Linked DNA regions of Ovis aries: region 1 is linked to region 2. The links are chromatin contacts, called in public Hi-C maps. All regions are on one chromosome and are shown on one strand. The core of a region is the stretch at or near the end of the contact, and the rest is flanking DNA. Distances in the headings are between cores, read along the strand shown.

The links. Hi-C and Micro-C count contacts between places; a contact is called where the count stands out from the background.
Region 1: a Hi-C map of muscle shows a contact between it and region 2, with 2.6 times the contacts expected there. The contact joins the promoter of LOC121820716 here to the enhancer-like site in region 2. A contact is called at or near these places in 7 of 16 Hi-C or Micro-C datasets (blood, hypothalamus, liver and 3 more).

Annotation. Positions count from the first base shown.
Region 1 is chr11:52,039,671-52,045,042 of ARS-UI_Ramb_v3.0, reverse strand. LOC121820716 reads right to left here and starts at 1,419. Exons shown (of 3, transcript XM_042256829.2): 1 at 1,368-1,419; 2 at 1-1,198. The coding sequence starts at 1,419. The coding sequence ends at 234. It also overlaps the pseudogene LOC101121949.
Region 2 is chr11:51,926,874-51,932,132 of ARS-UI_Ramb_v3.0, reverse strand. All of the region lies in intron 3 of TBC1D16 (TBC1 domain family member 16), which reads right to left. Among named protein-coding and RNA genes, the nearest start is that of TBC1D16, 37 kb to the right of the region's middle. Within about 2 kb of position 2,607, at least 8 of the 54 cell types and tissues checked have an H3K27ac peak or open chromatin away from gene starts, as enhancers often do. A contact at or near this core is called in muscle, where this site is marked.

The DNA of each region.
Region 1 (5,372 bases), core at 170-2,669, 110 kb before region 2:
GCACACAAAACGGCCTCTGTGCGCTGTGTGTTCTTCATTTGGGGTTCGTTTGCCCAAGGACTCCCCTCAGGTCTCCTGTGCCTACGAGGTTCTCCCCACTCACACTTGCCCCTGCGTTTTGCTCCCGGGTGCTTTCGTTGCGCCCCCCAAACCCTGCGGGGCCCACACACACGGCAGATTTCTTTCTTTCCTTTTTCCAACCAAGAGCTGCTGCAGCAAACCTCGGAATAAAATTAAAATCTCCAGGCGCACCCCGAAGTAGTAGTCAGCCGAAGCGTAACTGCTACCCCACCCTCCCCCCAGCCCAGTGCGCGCCCCCGTCCCGGCCTCGCGGCGCGCTGAGGGTTAAGCGCGCGCAGGAGTGGGTAGTTGGCGACGGAGGAGGAGCGGGGGTGGGGTGCCGAGCGCCGCGGCCGGGGAAGCTGGGCTCGCTCTCCTCCCCCTCTTCGTCCCAGCCAACCCTGTAGTGGCGAGGCCGGAGCGATCGGAAGGAGCCGGTCGGTCTCCGCCTTCGTGGCTGGCCTGGAGCCGGGTCCGGCCGCGGCCCGCAACCGCCAGGACGCTGCACCGAGGCCGCGTCCTGCGTAGCCGGGGCGGGGGAGGGGGCGGTGGCTCCGGAGCCGCGGCGGCGCGTCGCCAGCTCGCCGATCGATCCCCAGGGGCCGGAGCGCTGCAAGCTCCGCTGGACACCTGGGGCGGGGGTGTCCCTGCAGGATCAAAGAGAGAACGGAGGGGGTGCTCAGGGATCCGGTGACCGTGGGATGGCGGCCGGGAGGGCCCAGCCAGAGCACGGTTCTGCCTGTGCTGCGGGGGCCAAGGACTGGGGGCTGGTGGTAACGCCTCGGGCACCCCCCCACCCAAATCCTGTATTGTCTGTATCGGGGCCGGCTTTGGCCACTTCCGGAGCTGAATCTGGCTGTCCTGAAACTTGGTCTCTCCACGTCCGGGTTCCCACCCCACCCCCACTCCCGACGACAAGGTCGTCGGACGTGGTCACCTAGTCCACTTCCTCCTCGCCCCGCCCTCCTGAATCCTGGTAGAAAACGGTGGGTGTCTCCGCGACCCCACCTCCAGAAAGAACCCCCGGGTTTGTCCAAGAAGTCCTCCTGTCCACCTTCTTCCGGAGGATCGTTTTCTGTGATTGTCCCCGAGGACCCCCAAGGAGTCCCCTTCGGTTCCGGGGGACCCCGGCAGCGGCCTCACCTGCCTGCTCCAGGTGCCAGGGCGGGGCCGGGGCAGGGGCACCGAGGAGCCTGCACTTGCTACGCCCTCCCCTAGGGGGCGGGCTCCCCTTGGGCTGGCTGGCAGCCGGGGCCTGCTGGAGCTGGCAGCCCTCCGCCCCGTTCCCCCCGCCCGCATCGCCCCACCTCCCCCGGAATGGGATGGAGATGTACACGTGGGGCGAAGTGCGGGTCTCATGTAGGGGGTGAGCAGAGGAGCCCCGCGCCCCCTGCTTCTGGCACAGCCCCACCCCTTCCCCTCACTCCGGCTGGGCTGCGAGGCTGCTGCCTGCCCAACCAGAAACAACCGGCCCCAGAACGACTTTAAGCTTTAGGAACACCCCCGCACACTCAGGACTAAACACTACTCAGTAGTCAAGGCCATTGTTTCCCAAACTGACCCCTTGCTCAGTGCCCTTTCACTCACAGAGAAGTCGACAGGAGGAGAATATATCCTTTTTTTTTTTCGATTTGAGGTTTTTAAAGGAGTCACAGGTCAAGAGCATCACAAAGCCCCTGATCTGCTATCAAAGGGCCAATAAGAAGTAAACTGATATTACAGTGCAGATTTCCCCAGAGAGCCAGCTGGCTTCATGTAGGACCTGGGGTGGGGGTGGTGAAGGGATAGAGTAGAAACCCCACCAGGAACTCTCTTCCTTAAACTGAGGTTCAGTAAAAATTTAAAAAATGCTATCTTGGCTGACAAATGCCACCTCTTAAAAGTGCCCTGACACTTCCCTGTAAGGGCTACTCCCCTTGGCTGCTGACTGGGAAAGAGAATAAAACCCCAAGGGATGTCCTGGGAAGGAGGAAGGGACCTCAGGTCCTCTCCTCTGATGGAGACAATAGCCTTGAGAAAGGCAGGAGCTGAATTGAAATGTGTTGATTATCTCTATCCACTGAAGTCCCAAATAAAGTTCTGTGTTTCATTTTTTCTGGGCTTAGGCTGATGGAAGAAGGAACACGGGGAGGGTGGCTATATGAATATGGGGTTGATGAAGGGCATGAGTGGGCCCACACAAGCCAGCCAGCTGTGTGCTTCTGGGTAGGGTCTCTTCTCTATAAGGCTGGGAAGGCTCAGTGCCAGGGCCCACAATACTTTCAGGGGTCCACAAAAGTATTCTAATTTCTTTTTGTTGTTTTAAAATTGTACTTAGTTAGTGTTAGTCAGTCAGTCATGTCCTATACTTTGCGACCCCATGGACTATAGTCTGCCAGGTTCCTCTGTCCATGGGATTCTCCAGGCCAGAATACTGGAATGGGTAGCCATTCTCTTCTGCAGGGGATCTTCCAGACCCAGGGATCAAATCCGGGTCTCCTGCACCGGAGACAGATTCTTTGCCATCTGAGCCATTAGGGAAGCCCTAAAATTGTGGTAAAATATACTACATATATTTATGTATATGTGTAAAAACATAAAATGTAACATGTTAACCATTGTAAGTGTTTTGTGGCATTAAGTATATTCACATCGCTGTGCAGCCATCACCCCCATCCATCTCCAGAACTGTTCATCTTCACAAACTGGAACTCGAACCATTAACCAACAACTCCTCCTCTGTTCCCCCCAGTCCCTGACAACCACGACTCTACTTTCTGTCTCTGTGAATTTGACTGCTTTGTTCTTTTTTTTTTTTTTTTTTTTGAGAAACACTTCCAAGTCCTTTATTGGGCCAGCAAGGCCAGGAGCTGCCCAGTTGGGTCCCAGTCTGGTGTTTGTGGCGCCCCTGCCCCTGTTCCCACCTGGGGCAGAGAGCTTCTCTGACAGGCTACTTGGTTCGCTCCTTCAGGTATTCCCAGCCCTCCTTGGAGTACTCCCAGGCCTTGGAGGGGGCCACGGACAGGGCTGACATCATGGTGATGATGCCTGAATTCCAAGAGTCGCGGATGTGAAAGTTAAACTTTGGAGGGGCTGGGAGCTGCGGTAACTTCAGGCCTGTCTGCTAGCACACGTACTGGCTGAACTGGTACACGGCATTGGGGACCACCTCCTCGGCTTTCTGAAGGACGGCCTGACTCTTGTCACTGGACCCCAGCAGCTCCTGGTCGTACACCAGGTAGACAGCACCCCCAGCCACACTGCCCTTGATGAGGAACCTCATCAGCGACCGAACTCGGGGTACCATGATCGCTCGGCTCCGCGCGCAAGGACAATCGGTTCGCCCGCAGCTTCCGGTTGCTTTGTTCTTTATGTAAGTGTAATCATCCAGTGTTTGTCCTTTTGTGTCTGGCTTACTTCATTTAACATAATGTCTTTGAGATTCATCCATGTTGTTAGTATGTGTCAGAATTTCCTCCCTTTTTAAGGCTGAATTATATTCCACTGTATGTATATCTAAATTCTTTTAAAATAAGAAAGAAAAAAGCTTAAGTTCAAGAACATGTTTTAATGTAGAATATTAATGTGTTCATTTTTATACCAATGCAATTATAAACTATAATTTTTAACACTTTGTTGGTTTTTTTTAATGGAGAAAGGAGTCCCAAAAGGCAAAAGCGCCCAGGGCTCCTAGACTGTGGTCCTGCTTCTGGGAGAACTGTCAAGAATGGCGTCTCTGGGGAGAGTTGGTGAATGGGAACTACCAGCTGTCTCTGTGGATGGGTTCAGTTGCCTCAGTTGTTGGCTTTGGGTTGATGGCACTGGGGAGTTCAGAACATTGGTCTGCACGTGTGGCTGTCTATCTATAGGCATCCTTGGGCCACTTCTCCTCGGTTTGAAGTGCAGGTTTCTGTCTGATGCTCCTGAAAAAAATCAAACAAACAAACATGTAAATGTAACAGGGAACACCAGGAAATAAAAACACAAGGGCTGCCTTTTTTTCCTTCTTTGATTTAAAGGGTTCAGTTCTGCAGGGCTCAGAACCAGCTCTGGCTCTATGGATTCCTCCCGGATGTCCATCTGGCCTGTGTCAGTGAGTTGATTGCCTGCGATTTGACAGTAATGATTATAATGGGGTGATTTTGTATTCTTTGACGGATTCAGATCGAAAGGTTCAGAAATGGACCTGTGCCTCCCACCCCCACCTCCTTGCTTGACACTGATGTTTTCTTTGATTCCAAAGAAATAGCAGAGTCTCATGAAAGAAGATCCATATAGAGAAAGGGTCCTTTTCTTTTTAAACTTATTAGGGATTATAGGTTTCTTTTTTGGCCTGGAGACCAAAACAAATGCCATGGGAGCCAAGAAATACTGCATAGGACCAGAGAAACGCTGCCGCAGAAACCTCGGTGGGAGAGAGGGAGGTCTTTCTCAGAATTTTGAAAACCAACTACAGCCATTCTGTGCATGGAGTAGCTGGAGATTGCTTTCTCCCACACATTCTGCTGATACAACTGCTTCGTCTCCCTCTCACTTACCCACCACTGGCAGTGATACTTTCCTTTTTACACTGAGCCTGCCTTCTGCCTTCTTTCTCCAGTAGGCCCTGACTGACAGACAGACAGATGGACCCAGATGCAATGCTGTGGGTGTTGAAGCTATTGAACCAAGGATAATTTGTCCCCTGGTCACTTCCCACTTGCTTCTCAGCCTGATGCCTTTCTGACTGGCTTTTGCACATCGTTCAGGAATGACAAAGAAGCCCTGTGCTCCTCCGTGGGACCTGTGTGTATCCTGGAGGATAGGTCCCAGCGCTGGAGCAACTCTGGCTTTCAGAAGGGCCAGGCCAGTGTCTGCAAAGTCTGCAGAGCTGGCACTTGCTGTTTCTCAAACACATTGATTATATTGTTTTCACAGCGCTCATTAGAGGCCTGGTTTTTCACGCTGCACACCAGTGATTTCCCCCTAAACTCAGACCCTCCAACCCCACAGAGGAGTGCCTGTTCCTGCCACTTCAGGGTTCCTAAGTCCACCTTCTAGAGAAGAGAAGGGTTAAGGTGGACTGTTTGCCTCTATCACCCCAACCCCAGGGAGCCAAGTCTTCTTTGTCAATCTCCCGGGATGGAGTAGAAGACGTAAAGGAGGAGGTCCCCATGCAGAGTGGAACTGGGGCTTCTGGCTGGACGAAAGGAGTGCCCCCAACATCTGCTCATGTCATAACCCAGTGCTCGGCCTGGCCCCTTCCCTCTGGGTCCCACACCAGCTGGGAGGAGAGGGAGGTGTGCCTTTAAGACCAAAGACTGGCAGTGAGGGAGAGGTGCTTCTGGAAGAGC
Region 2 (5,259 bases), core at 1,358-3,857:
GTTGCAGAGTAAGTCTGAATAAGTTCAGCTTCTTCACCTCTCTCCTCTCCTCGCCAGGGCTTAGGGCCTGTACAGAGTTCAGGATTGTTTTAAAGGCTTATCCCCAGGTAGGCGGGGCCATTCTCATCCTGGGCAGACCGGCAAGCCTGCACAGGCACTGTCTGCATGTGGCCCTGTCCCGGCAGAGGTGAAGGGTGCTGAGTCATCAGGGCTCAGATTCTGCCTAGGCCATCCTATGAGCGATGACCCCAGGCATGGGCCCCAGGGCAGCCTGGAGGTCCTGACCTGTGCCATTAGGGACGCTGGCCATTTGGGCCAAGTTCATGCTGTGCTTTGGCTGAGCACTTGCCAAACTCAAAGGTCACTCCATGTATTAGCTGTTTCTGGAGGTCTGGACTTTGTGTATGGTTCCTCTGAGAAGGCAGGCATGCCTTCTGCAGCAGTCCAGTTGGCATTGGCCTGGGGACCTGTCCCCACAGGTACGCCACCTCCTGCTACTTGGCCCCAGGGCAAGAAGGAGTGGGCTATGGGCTTCTATAGTAGCTGGCCCTCAGGGCCCAGCAGGCTAAAGGGAGGCAGGGAGAGGAAAGCAGGCCGGCTTTACCAGCCCAGTTCCCACAAGCCAGGCCCACCTCCCCAGTGACCCTCGCTCATTTTGCCTGTGACCTGAGCTGCCTTTTGCTTTGCTGCAGGCTGGGAGGACTCTAGAAGCTTCATCAATAGAAAAACCAGTGCTTTTGTTATAAGAAAGTAATATTAGTCGCTCAATCGTGTCCGATTCTTTTTGACCACGTGGATGGTAGCCTGCCAGGCTCCTCTGTCCATGGAATTTTCCAGGCAAGAATACTGGAGTGGATAGCCATTTCCTTCTCCAGGGGATCTTCCCAATCCAGGGATTGAACGCAAGTCTCCTGAATTGCAGGCAGATTCTTTACTGTCTGAGCTACCAGGGAAGCCCAAGAGGAGGGGTATAAACACTGGCCCTGGCCAATCTCACCACAGGTTACTGGCAGAGATTCCTGGGGGCAGGCAGGGGGACCCTCATGGCTGGCATGCCCAGTTAGTCCCTCCCTGAGGCCCCCTCCTGGATTCCCAGTGTCAATTCCCATCCTCTGGGATGGGGGGTATGGGCCAGGGACTCAGGGTCCTGTTTAGGTACCCTCCCTTCAGTGCCAGGCACTCAGAAGGGTGTGTTCATTTTCCCAGTTCCCAGAAGACAACAGGGAGAGTCTAGCTTTCTAAGTTCTGGAAAAGGCTGGGGCAGCAGTATCTCCTGATCTGACAAGCCTCCCAGAGCTTCCTCCAATTTTCCCCGCCCACCGGAGTCTCTGAAGAACCTGCTTTCAGGGCCTAAAACTGGATTTGATTTTCAACCGCCTTAGATCTGGGTTGAACAAGCTGTGTTGAGAGCAGGCGTAGGTCCCTGTTACAGGGAAGTGTGTGTGGTGATCAGTCTCAGGCCCTGTTCACCAGGAGGAGACCCCTGGCCTTGGTGCCACGGCTAGCTTTGCCGGCCCTTCCTTCCAAACCAGACAGAGGTGCACGGTTGCTGCACCAGAGCTGGTGCAGAGGTGCCCGCAGCCAGCAGTCCCGGGCCACAGCAGCGTGACTGGAGTTCCAGACCAATGTTGGGGTGAGGAACAATCGACACAGCCTTATGGCTAATCTGAAAAAGTTGGTTCTTAAAAGTCATGGAAGATGTGTGTAAATAACTCTTTGAGTCCCTGCTTTCAATTCCTTGGGGTACCACTCCTTTATATCTAACACATCTGTATTAACTAAATATTGTTTATATAAAAACCATTAACTTTTTTTTTTAAAGAGAGAGTATCCAACAAAGTAAATCCCAAACAAGGCCACCCTTGAGACTCAGCTGGGCTGTGGCAGGGGTCAGCATGTCCACAGGGGCAGTGAGAAGGACAGAAAGCAGTCTGCATCCCGGGATGACCGCTGCCTGGCATCCCAGGTCTAATGTTGGCCGTGTGTCTCTGATCTGGGGCCAGAGGCCAAGTCTGTCTAACCATCTGGTCTCTGGGGGGGCAGTGGATGGCACAAGGCTGAGGGTGGTGTGGGGCACCATGCTGGCAACTCTCCACCTATCAGACCCCCAAGAGAGGAAGTGGAAAGTCGGCAGGGAGATGGAGGCTGGCTGAAAATAGGGATGGGACCCAGGAAAGGCATGTCTGGCGGCCCCACAGTCAAGGGAGTCTGGCTTGGGCCTGAGCTTGTGTCCCCCTCCTCAGCAGCACATATCCAGGCAGCCCCTCGGGAACAGGCAGTGAGATGGGAGGGGGAACAGGTGAGCAACAAAGGGCAGATGGAACTTCCTCTCTGGGTGGGAGGCGAGGCAGGCTCAGCGGGCAGGGCACACCCCTGGCTGATCTGGGGGAAGCCTGCCATCTGCTGGGCACACACAGAGCCCTCCACAGCTGAAGTGCCACCTCCAGGAAAATGGAGTTTCAAGGGAGGGTGTATGCCAGCCTCGTGTTCCATAGGGAAGAAGCAGGGCCATGATGCCCATCAGATTTGATGCTGGGGCCGGGGGAAACTGGCCACCGCTCCCAGAGAGCTGGGCCCCGGTGGACTTCGGCACCCCACATCCACGCCCGCCACAGGAGCAGGCTCCTCTGCACGTCAGCCCCGTGGACGCGACAAAGACGGCTCTCTACAGCCCCTCGTGCTCTGCGGGGACACACAATGAGTCCTTTCACCCCAGGTGGGTCTGGTGGAGCGTGGCCACCTCCCTAGGGGGTGCCTGGCCGGGCGGCTGGCCCTACTACTTCACTGCTCGCGGTTTGGAAGCTCAAGGCACTGTCACTTTCAATTACCATCAGGGAAACTTCGGAGACTTGACATCCGTGTTGGTCACATTGGTCTTACCCCGGACATGAAAGCCTATGAGCCCGTGCCTGGTCAGGCTCTCCCAGAAAGGAGAACCGTGACCCAGTTTAAGTTTTGGCCGTTGTGCCCATGAGCACGCGGAGCGCAGGGGAGCGTGCAGAGAGCCCGCTGTCACTCGACACCCTTCCCAGCAGCCCGGCAGCCCGCCAGGCTCGGAGAGAGACTGTAGCTACCAAAAATAATCCTCCCAGTGTTTAAATATTTACAGAAGCAAGACAGATCCTGATGTCTTACCATCTACAGGGTCCGGCCCTAACTGCCAGCCCTGGGGCTCCAGGGAGAGACCACATCTATGCCCCTTTGCTGGGTCCCAGGTCTCCTTCCCTCCCTCTCCTTTCCAGACGTGTGCGGGTCTCCCTTTCTGTGACCCATGAGACAGCCACCCTCCCTCCTTTCAGAACATTTCCACTTCTGGCTTCTTAGCCCCTTGCTACCCCGACCCTGGCAAGCACCTTTGTTGTCCCCAAAGCCTCTCAGGAAAGCCCCTTCCCAACTTTAGAGGATTTGCGCCCCATCTTGGAAACCATCAAATAAAATGTAACAGAAGAAGCATGTGGCCATCTAAACCTGAAGGCTCGTCTCGACATCTCCTCCTGGGGACCTCCAGGGCACTTAGGAGCCACTCGCCTGTGATGGTCTGGTGGGCAAGGGCGGTCACTGTTTGGGGTAAAAGGTGAGGCAATGAGGATGGAGACATGTGAGGGCACAGAGCTGGGCAGAGCTGGGAGGGGGCCCAGGGCTCAGCTCCAGGGTGGCCACACTTAGGGACCATCTGTGTCACTGCCTGCCGCCCAGGAAGGTCAGGAATTTACTCGAGGCCACCTGCTGGCACCAGGGTTCAGGCTGCTTCCACTCGCCCATGACTTTCAAAGGGCAAGCGTTTCTGCGATGACCAGTGTGGCTTGGCTTCGGCTGTTAGATTGTCAGGGAAACTACACTCTCAGGTTCCCAAAACAGATTTCCGAAGCAAGGAAGCACATTCTGGATATGGTGGAGGGGCCACCAGGAGCCCTTTCTCCCCAGCATACCACAGGCATTTAGGGAACACTGGTTGAATTGAACAGAAAATCCAAGTAAAAATGCTTTGTTTACTTTGCTGGGAATGAACATTAAGGCAAACAGCAGAGGATACAGGAACGTTCCCATCAAATGACAAAGGTCATTGGTCACCTCCCTCTTGCTTTGGGGGAGGATTTCATCAGGTATTGGGTTACATTGCAACAGCCAAGTTGAGGGGGTTCCCCAAAGACAGAGGATGGCTCACCCGGGAGACACTGCCATGTCATTATTTTGTGACCTTATGCTCAAAGCTCTCAGAAGCTCGTGTGGGCCCTGCAGAGGCCCTGCCAGGGCTGCTGATGCAAGAGCCGGGGCCCCCAGGGCCTCTGACTTCCTGCTCCCATGCGGGGCTCTGTGCAGTCAGAGCAACACAGCCCCCTGGAGAGCATCCCCACTACCCCCTGCAACAAATCAGTGAGGGTTGCATCAAGGACCCCCAGAGGGGCTGTGGTGGTTTGTGAGCTGAGGGGCAAAGGCTGACAACTGTTTCATTTCCTTGTCCTTCGACAGTCATCCTGCAGTGGGACTGTCAATTCCCTCGGGAGTGTGGCCTCCCCTGGAGGCTGAACTTCTTTCTTTTCACTTTGGGAGGGTTGATGCACTTATTTCCACCCTGTCCTGACAGCTTTAATAGAAAGAGGCTGGCTTTCTAGAGAGCTGACAGTCCTTGAGAGGACAGTCAACAATATAATTTCAAGATCGACCCACGCAAGGGCTCCACCAGGTACCTGTCTTTTTGGAATCTTGCTTCCTTGGGTAACACTGGTGACTTCCAGAATCTCTGCTCCAAGTCAGGGCTACAGAACCTTCCCCAAGCAGGGGCAACAGAATGTTCATCACACCTCCCCCTAGAAGCTGCCCAGCCATCAAGGACAAAGGAAGAGGGCTAGCCAGAGAACACTAGGAAAAAAAAAAAACAAAAAACAATAAAACCATATCAGGACACCAACCAGTAGAGGTTAGAGCTGGCCAACTCCATGGTCCTGTGCCACACGTGGCATCAAGCACTTGAAATGTGGCAAATTAAAACTGAGATGTGGTGGCTCAGTGGTAAAGAATCCGCCTGCCAATGCAGGAGACACAGGTTTGATCCTTGATCCAGGAAGATCACACATGCTGAGGAGCAGCTGAGCCCACGTGCCACAGCTACTGAGCCTGTTCTCTAGAGCCTGGGAGCCACAACTACTGAGCCCACGTGCTGCAGTGACGGAAGTCCGTGCACCCAGATCCCACACTCCACAAGAGAAACCCGCACGCTGCAGCTAGAGTAGCCCCTGCTCTCTGCATCCAGAGAAAAGC